2 separate regions of the Sus scrofa genome follow, and region 2 is linked to region 1. A link is a contact called in public HiChIP or PLAC-seq data. All regions are on one chromosome and are shown on one strand. Each heading gives the region's core, a stretch centred on a gene start, on an enhancer-like site or on the middle of the called end of the contact. The rest is flanking DNA. Distances are from core to core; before and after follow the strand shown.

Region 1 (3,914 bases), core at 810-3,309:
TGCCCTGCTGATTAGACTACGGCTACTAAATCAGCACCGAGGATTGTTTCTGTTACTGTATCACAGTGAGAGTAGAGTAGTTCAAGAGAAATATGTGCAGTAGCTTAGGAACTGACACTTCATGGCGCCTTAAGAAGGAACTGTATCTGGCGTGATTTTCCCTAGTACAGGAGAAAACAAATTAGAATCCTCAGGGTTGGTCAAGAAAAAGGTGAAACTACTTTGCTGTGGCACTGAGAGGTGGTACACGGGGTTTTAGAAAGCGGTATGGACGTGCACGTCCCGAAGAATACAGTCGTTATTGCGAAGATGCGCAGGGGTGCTCCTTGCGTTGTCGTGTTGCGTATTGAAGTGGAAGACTGAGGACACCCGCTCGTCGGTTGGGGTGTAGCTGGTGACGGAATGATGCTCACGTAGCAACACGAAGAAGGTGCTGAGATGAAATCCTCAGACAGTAAAGTTGATATAAAACAACGTGCATGCATGTCTGTGATTTAAAGGAAGATGGGTTTTAACAAATGAGGAAGCGGAGAAGGCACGCCTGTGCTGATGTTCATACATCTCGCCGTGGAAGCCTCCCTGCAGTGGAAAAAAGCTCATACGCAAAGTGTTGATTACAGGCCAAGCGCTGTGCTGAATAAATACCTCAGTTTAATCCTCCCCCCCCCCCCCCCCCGCCCCCGAGCTGGGGACTGTCGGGAACTCCCTTTTCAGTGAGGCCACTGAGGCGCGAAGCCGGCCGCAGAGAAGCCGAGCCTCGGGACCGGGTTTGCTTCCCAGGCTCTCCTTCCGGCCCCGGCGGCCCCGGCCTCGTGCGCAGGGAGGCGCGGGGGCGGATTGCCAGGGAGAATCACCAGGCCGCGAGGTCGTGGGGGGCGCCCCAGATGTCCCCCGGCTGAGCCCAAGCCACCTGCTGAAGGACCCCAAGGTGGTGCTGGTTGGTCACAAGCTCCATGAGAGCCGGCACAGGACCGGCGTCGTGTGCTGACCGTCTGCCCTCCAAGGGCGCGCAGGTGACCTCAGGCACGTAGGTCCTGCTGCCGAGACCCTGAGTCGTAAGAGCAGCGTCTTGGGAGGACCCTCGCGTTAGAGCTGGAGGCCTCATGGTCAGAAGGACGCGGGGAGGCTTGGGGCGGCCGAGGGAAGGCGAGCTTTCCCCGGAATGAGGAAGCGAGACGTCTGGACTCTTCCTCTCTCCAGGGTGGTTTCACGAGAGCAGGTTTGGACTGAAGTCCGAGGGAGACGTTAGCTGGGGGGCAGCCCCGGAGGTGGTCTGGTCGCCGGGAGGGCTCTGCAGGGAGTTGGTGGGTGGACTCTGTTTCTCGAGAGGGAGGTGGAGGGGGAACCGTGGCCTCTGTCCCGCGTGGTAGGGCTCTGAGGTTCTGGATCTCTCCTCGCCACTGGTTAACAGGCGCGCGTGGGACGCTCTGGCTCATCGGTGGCGTCCCGGCAGCAGCGGCCAACGTGTTCGTCACGGAAGGAAGGCTGGTCTGAAGGAGCGCGTCCCAGGTCTCAGCAGGAACCATACCTGGGTCACACCTGATCCGCATGGTCCACACGGCCCTCATATCTTTTGGTGGGCAATTTTGGCTCATCTGGCCTGGGCTTTTTACATGGCGTGTTGGGTCTGTGCATCCTAAAGAGTGGACGGAAAGTTAAGTCAGGATACCTATTCCTGAAGAGAGAATTCACACCATTCTTCTGATTTTTATTGGCGTCTGATACCCAGAATATTCAAGAACCACTGATCGAGCCAAGCCCCCTGGTTTACAGATGGGGATTCCATCCGAGTTGGCCGTTTGCCTTACTGTAAAACGAGGACTACATTACTCAGCAAATAAGTCTGATTCCTCATGTGTAAAATCCTGCCGAGCTGGGGAACCATCCAGGGCTCTGTATGCACAGTCGTCCTCCGTGAGTGGCGGCTGTTGTTACCTGAGGCCTTGAGACCGTTGCTGTTCTAGGGGCCACTTGTCCCTGAGACCACAGGAGTCCCTTCTCTCCCGGTCCGCTGTGCTGTCCGTGGTTGCGGGCTGGGGACATCTGCCGTGAGTAACGGGAATGGCATCCCCCAGGTTCAGCGTGGTGAAAACAGAGGAAATGGCTGAATGCAGCCTGCAGGGGCCGCAGGCACGTCCTGTCCTGTAGCTCATCGGACGGCTTTGCCGTCAAGAGGGCACCTGCGTGATGGGACCTCGGGTTTCTAGGAGCCGGAGGTCCACGTCCAGCAAATGCCGACCCACCTCCCTGCTCTGCTTGCCCGGCCTGGAGCGAGGGGGTCCCCCGTTCCTTATCAGCGAGCCCCTCCCTGTCTCCTCTGAGTGGTCCTAGAGCCGCCCTAGGGGGCAGAGGAGCTCCTAGGGTAAGGAGAGGTTGGCGACACAAGCAGATGGCAGCTCTGTTTCAGGCTCTTCTCTCTCTGACTCCAAAGGAACGTTCCCCGCCTCTGAGAAGCCTTTCCTGGCACCAGGCCTCCGAAACGCCGTCTTCCTCACACGGTGCTGTGTTGCCACCTCCCGTGATGTCCACCACGTGGCTTGCGGGTGCATGTTTACCTCCGTCTTGCTAAAGTGTGTGTTGGCAGGTGCCAGGCTTCGGTCATCTGTGTCCCCTCCCATTTCACTTTTCTTACAGGCAAGTCTTGTCACTTTACAGCCGTTTGGGGGCCCTCCGTTACCTGGGATGAAGTCCTTCCTCGGCCCCCTCCCCCCAGCCTTGTCATCTGCAGTCCTGCCCGTGTCCTGGCTGTCCCAGGCACCCCGAATTCTCCAGTGCCATTCTCTTCACGGCCTCTGTCCTGTGCCACATTGACTGGTGTGCGAGTCTCTCATTGGAAGCTTGTTCCCTTGATGCAGGGCTCGGCCTCGGGAGTCTTTATATTCTTCATGCTTGCGGTGCGGTGGGCTTTCGCCTCGGCTGGATGTTTTCCCAGCATCCGGGGAAGTTCTCCCCATCGCAACCAGCGGGCTGTGCAGGGAGTACAGGATGGATAAATCTAGGTGACTCTCAACAGGTTTTCTGTCCTCTGAGCCTAGAATCTAGTGGGACAGAAAAAATCCGCAGAAACGGTACACGACCCCAGAGACCAGTCTCAGTCCCTGTCCCTCGCTGTACCTGCAGGTGTACTGCTGCTGCAGGCAATAGGTGTTTACAGGGAGGAAACACAGACTTCATGCCAATTTGTTGTCAGTAACATAGGGCAGGGTCAAAGGCCATGAGGTGATCACAGACCAGAGTCTTCACATTTTAGTAGCCACTGCACCTGGACCTTACTGACCCACTGCTGGCTGCCCACGCCAGACCCCCCAGCCCAGGTACCGCCGGTGATAACGTCCATGAGGTCTCCATGCGGTCAGAGGGGACACCCCAGGACCGTCTGGATGGACGTGAGTTTTGCATCGGGCTTTGAAGGTGGGAGCACAGAGTGTTGGAGAGAGTAGAGAAGTGGCGGGGAGCCCCGGGAGAGAGGCCCTCTGTCTTCTGTGTACCTGCCGCGAGCGACCCCGGAGGGCTGGTGGCCTAGGCGGGCCTTCTCCACACCGCCTCTGCTGGTGGGGGCTCAGGTCAGGTAGCCCGTCTCCGTCAGGTCCCCTCGGGCCGGGAACCCGGTGGCAGAGGATCCTGGTCCTCCGTAGGTAACGGAGCCGTTGCAGCTCACGTTGCAGATTCCCCCGTTTTGTTTATTCCCCGTGTTGTTTGCTGATTATAAAGATAGTGTGAGCTTAGTTTAGAACATTTGAACAATTCAGAAAAGCAGTAGAACAAAGTCCTGGCCCGGCCAGTGAAATGGCAGGGGCCAAGCTGCGCGGTTTGGTCTGAGGGCCCCCGTGCTGTGACAGCGGCCCGGCCAGACGGAGCTGCCACCTGGTTTGGGTCTTTGCACCCCCACAGTCTACCCCCTTCTCTGCGAAATG
Region 2 (3,914 bases), core at 659-3,158, 120 kb before region 1:
ATCCAGATACTGACTTTAAATTCTCTTCTCCACTAAGGGGACTGGGGCGCCTGGGAGAACGGGCTGGTTCCAGGGCTGGGGCAGAGAGGGTACAGAAGGAGCTCAGGACATCTTACTGCATCAGAAAACCTGGAGCACTAGGAGAACAAGGGGACACGACGAAGGACACAGAAGCTGGCTTCGGGGGCTCCCCCTTTAGCCAAATCCGAGACAATGTGTGTACCAGAGAAATACTGAGAGTAACGGGGTCTAACCCACTGAGCAAGCAGGGTATAGAGATGAACACAGGAGACGACGGACGGGACATTCACAGAGTTTCAACATATCACCGCCCCCCCAATATCTGTTCACTGCAAAGGTCACGTTACAGGGGGAAGCCCGGCCGTCACCACTGTAACCCCATGATACCGTGAGTGTCATCATGAATGGCACTAATTGAAATCAGGTGCCACCTAAGTAGCACTCCGGGTTATTGCTGCCCAAGACTTTTAACCTGAATCCAATCCCAAGGGAACAGCAGCCACATCCACACGGAGGGACAGTCTGTGGACAAACTGGCCCTTAATCATCCAAGTGCCAAGGCTGAGGGATGGCTCCAGGTTGTCAGAGACCAAGGAGGCCCACCACCAAATGCCAACGTGAACCTGAACCAGATCCTTTTACGACAAAGCCATCCCCGGGATGGCTGACGGGACGTGAATGCCAGCGACCAAAGCATCGCATCCAGCGTCTGTTGGGAGCGGCGGCTGCATTATGGCCGGATAGGAGGAAGTCCTTATTTGCAGGAAATATGCTGAGATATTTGCGGGTGATGGAGCATCATGGCAACTTACACTCAAACGAAAATGTGTCATTTGAGCTGAAGCCTTTCTGTAAGTTTAAGATTGTTTTGCATTTTTTAAAAAACTTTCCCTGTGCACTCACAAAACGATCTCTGGCAAATTCCAGAGAAGAAAAAGCAGGGCTCTATTCCTTCCAGTAGGAATTTAACCAGGAAAATCTAACTGCATGCACCCAGCATAAGAATCTGGTCTGCAGAATGGGGCTCCCTGGAGCAGAAGCTGACTGCTCTCAAATCCTGACAGCACAGACCTCAGAAAGACAGGACCCCAGCCCCTGTGTCAGCCCAGCCCTGAAGAGTGTGCACTCTGCTTTTCCTGAGCACTCTGGGCATATATGGGATTTGGAGTCAAAATGAGCAGGGATTGAATCTCAGCTCACGTTCACTGTGTGATCTTGGGCAAGTCGCTTAACCCCTCTGAGCCTCAGCCTTCTGCTGCGTATAATGTCCACTTTGTCAGGTTGTGGTGCAGATGAGAGAGAATTATGTAGACTGCTTGGTACAGTGCCGGCTTTCAGATATTGGACCTTTGGCAGGCTGCCTCAGAATCCCCAGGGAATCATTTCATGAAAAGAGATTTTCACAACCCACTCCAGAGGTTCTGATGGGGCTGACCTGCCCACTTTCGCTTCCACCTGCTCTCCCCCTTGGGCTGAGCTCAAACCAAAGTATGTGCCGTTTCCCAAATGCACCACGGCACTTCCTCTTACTGCGCCTCTGTACACACCCTTCACCCACATAGAAAGCCTTCCCCCTGTGTCTGATCGGAAAACTCCCACGCATCTTTCAAAGCACAGCTGAAACGTGTCTTCACGTCGTGACCCCCACTTCCCAGTACTCCCTTCTTTGAGCAGCTATTTCATCCATAAGAAGTATAATTATCTCCCTTTTCATGAACCTCTGTTATGTACCTTACATGTCACCTTAAGTGTGTCTTTAAAACAACCACACCAGGAACTAATCATTAGCCTCGTTTTCCTGTTTACATACAAAAAAGCTGAGTCTCAAAGAGCTTAAGTGGCTTAAGGCCCCACAGCTGGCAGGGGCAGAGCCAGAACTGTGCCTCCCGGCATCTCCAGCACTTGTCATCATTGTCTTGGCTCTGGACGTGCCCGCCTGTAAGCTCTCTGTTGACAGGGACTGGGTCCATTCTCCCCGGTCCCAGCTAGACTATCTCCCGATACACCAACAGTAGGGACCATAAACGTTGGCCCATATCTCCCAGGTCCACACCGCCTTCCCTCACACTGGACTTGCCCAGAGCTGGGAGCCTCTGAGGTTGGCTGAACTGTGTACCGGTGGAAGGTGATGGATCAGCATTTATCTTCCTCAGGGTGCAGAACTCAAACGAACCAGGAGATGGCGCCACTGCACCACTCAGGCCCCGCCGCGCAGCGCCATCGGGAGCGTTCCGTTGGGCGTGTGTCTGAGGCTGTGATGAGCTGAATCTGCAAAATTCAGACTTCATGGCTGGAAAAATTAACGTGCAAATGACAGAATAAAAATATAGGGAGACCATGAAATTGATACTGGCACCTCCCTCCTCCCTGGGGAAAAAATATCCTCCTTCCTTAAGTAGGAGTTGGCTTGCTAAAGCTTTCAGGAGACTCAGCCGGGGCTGGGCTTCTTACTGGAAAAAGCGCCAAGCCGGTGGCATCTAACCCCAAACAGCTGAGTGCGAGGGTGAATGTGACCCCGGTGTCTAGCCTCCCCACAGTGACATCCAGGTCCCCTCAGCCTTGGTTACAGTATTGGCTGCTGTTGACATAGTATCAAACAGGCTGACATTTTTCCAAAAGCCCAAATATGGTACACCCGGTTCCACAGAACATTCCAGAGGCAAATTGCTTCTGGAGAGCATCGCAGGGGGACCACCACGTGGGCTGATGATTTGGGGATGAAGAAGCAGGTCTGGAAAGCTGGGGAGCCGAGGGCTAAGACAAGAGCAGGTGGCTGCCGGCCACGTGGTGCCCTCGAGGGGAGCCGGGGCCTCTTCCTCTCCCAGGAATTTCTCTTTCAGGAGGCCTCTCCCAGGAGCCAGAGCCAAGCCTCTTCCTCCAGCTGGTATTCGGCTCCTACCTCCTCCCTCCCCGCGCGGCAGCGTCTCCTCCAAGCCCATGGCCTTCGGTGTCTGTCAGTGCGGACGTGGGTGAGATTCCTGAGGTGTGTCTGTCAAAGATGCCCCTGAGAGCCACTGCGAACACAGACATGAAATCAATGAGAACACACACATGCTCGGGGGTGCTGGGTACACAACTCTGCACGCATCATAGAATTGCACAGAACTGTCCACACACGGTATTAAACCGGGGAGGGCTGAGCAGGCTCAGGGGGGCAGCTCCTGGATTTGATACGAGATAGGACCACTGAGTGGAACTGGATGAAGGCCTAATTGTACATATTTTTTTTTTACAACTTCCTGTGAATCTAATTATTTGAAAAGTTAAATGTTAAAAAAACCAAACAAAAAACACAAACCAAAAAACACAGGGTCCAGTCCACACGTCTGTGCTCCAGGCCTGTGTGTCCTTCCCCAGCGCACAGCGCTCCCCTTCCTCAGACTAGCACTGCCCAGGGACCCCACTCCCCCCCCACCTTCCCACGCCTGCTCCACTGGTTCCTACCCCCCCCCAGCCCACCCCAGGAACTTGAGGCGGAGGTCCTGACGCCCTCCCAGGCCTGTCTCCAGCCTGCAGCCCCAGTGAGCCTTTTTAAACACCAAAGCCAGAGTTCCCATCGTGGCTCAGTGATAACGAACCCGACTCGTATCCGTGAGGATGTGGGTTTGGTCTCTGGCCCCACTCAGTGGGTTAAGGTTCGGGCATTGCCGTGAACTGTGGTGTAGGTCAAAGATGCAGCTCAGATCCCGCGTTGCTGTGGCTGTGGTGTAGGCCAGTGGCTGTAGCTCCGATTGGACCCCCAGCCTGGGAACTTCATGTGCTGTGGGTACGGCCCTAAAAAGCAAAAAGAAATAAGTAGGTGACGTAAAAGCCATCTGACATGGTCTGCGGTCGGGTAGTGCTTTCGGAGTCTGATAAAGATGGTGGACAGGATTCGTTTGGGGGGGACCAGC

What was found. HiChIP or PLAC-seq counts read pairs in DNA pulled down with a chosen protein or histone mark.
Region 2: an H3K27ac HiChIP or PLAC-seq map of alveolar macrophages shows a contact between it and region 1. The contact joins two enhancer-like sites. A contact is called at or near these places in 6 of 47 Hi-C or Micro-C datasets (embryonic fibroblasts, epiblast stem cells, fetal skeletal muscle and 3 more) and 2 of 2 datasets of contacts at active chromatin or transcription factors (alveolar macrophages and skeletal muscle).

What each region holds. Positions count from the first base shown.
Region 1 is chr3:127,010,721-127,014,634 of Sscrofa11.1, reverse strand. The region is part of intron 2 of ASAP2 (arf-GAP with SH3 domain, ANK repeat and PH domain-containing protein 2); the gene reads left to right. Among named protein-coding and RNA genes, the nearest start is that of ASAP2, 70 kb to the left of the region's middle. Within about 2 kb of position 2,059, at least 10 of the 83 cell types and tissues checked have an H3K27ac peak or open chromatin away from gene starts, as enhancers often do. A contact at or near this core is called in alveolar macrophages, where this site is marked.
Region 2 is chr3:127,135,560-127,139,473 of Sscrofa11.1, reverse strand. No RefSeq gene overlaps it. Among named protein-coding and RNA genes, the nearest start is that of ASAP2, 55 kb to the right of the region's middle. Within about 2 kb of position 1,908, at least 10 of the 83 cell types and tissues checked have an H3K27ac peak or open chromatin away from gene starts, as enhancers often do. A contact at or near this core is called in alveolar macrophages, where this site is marked.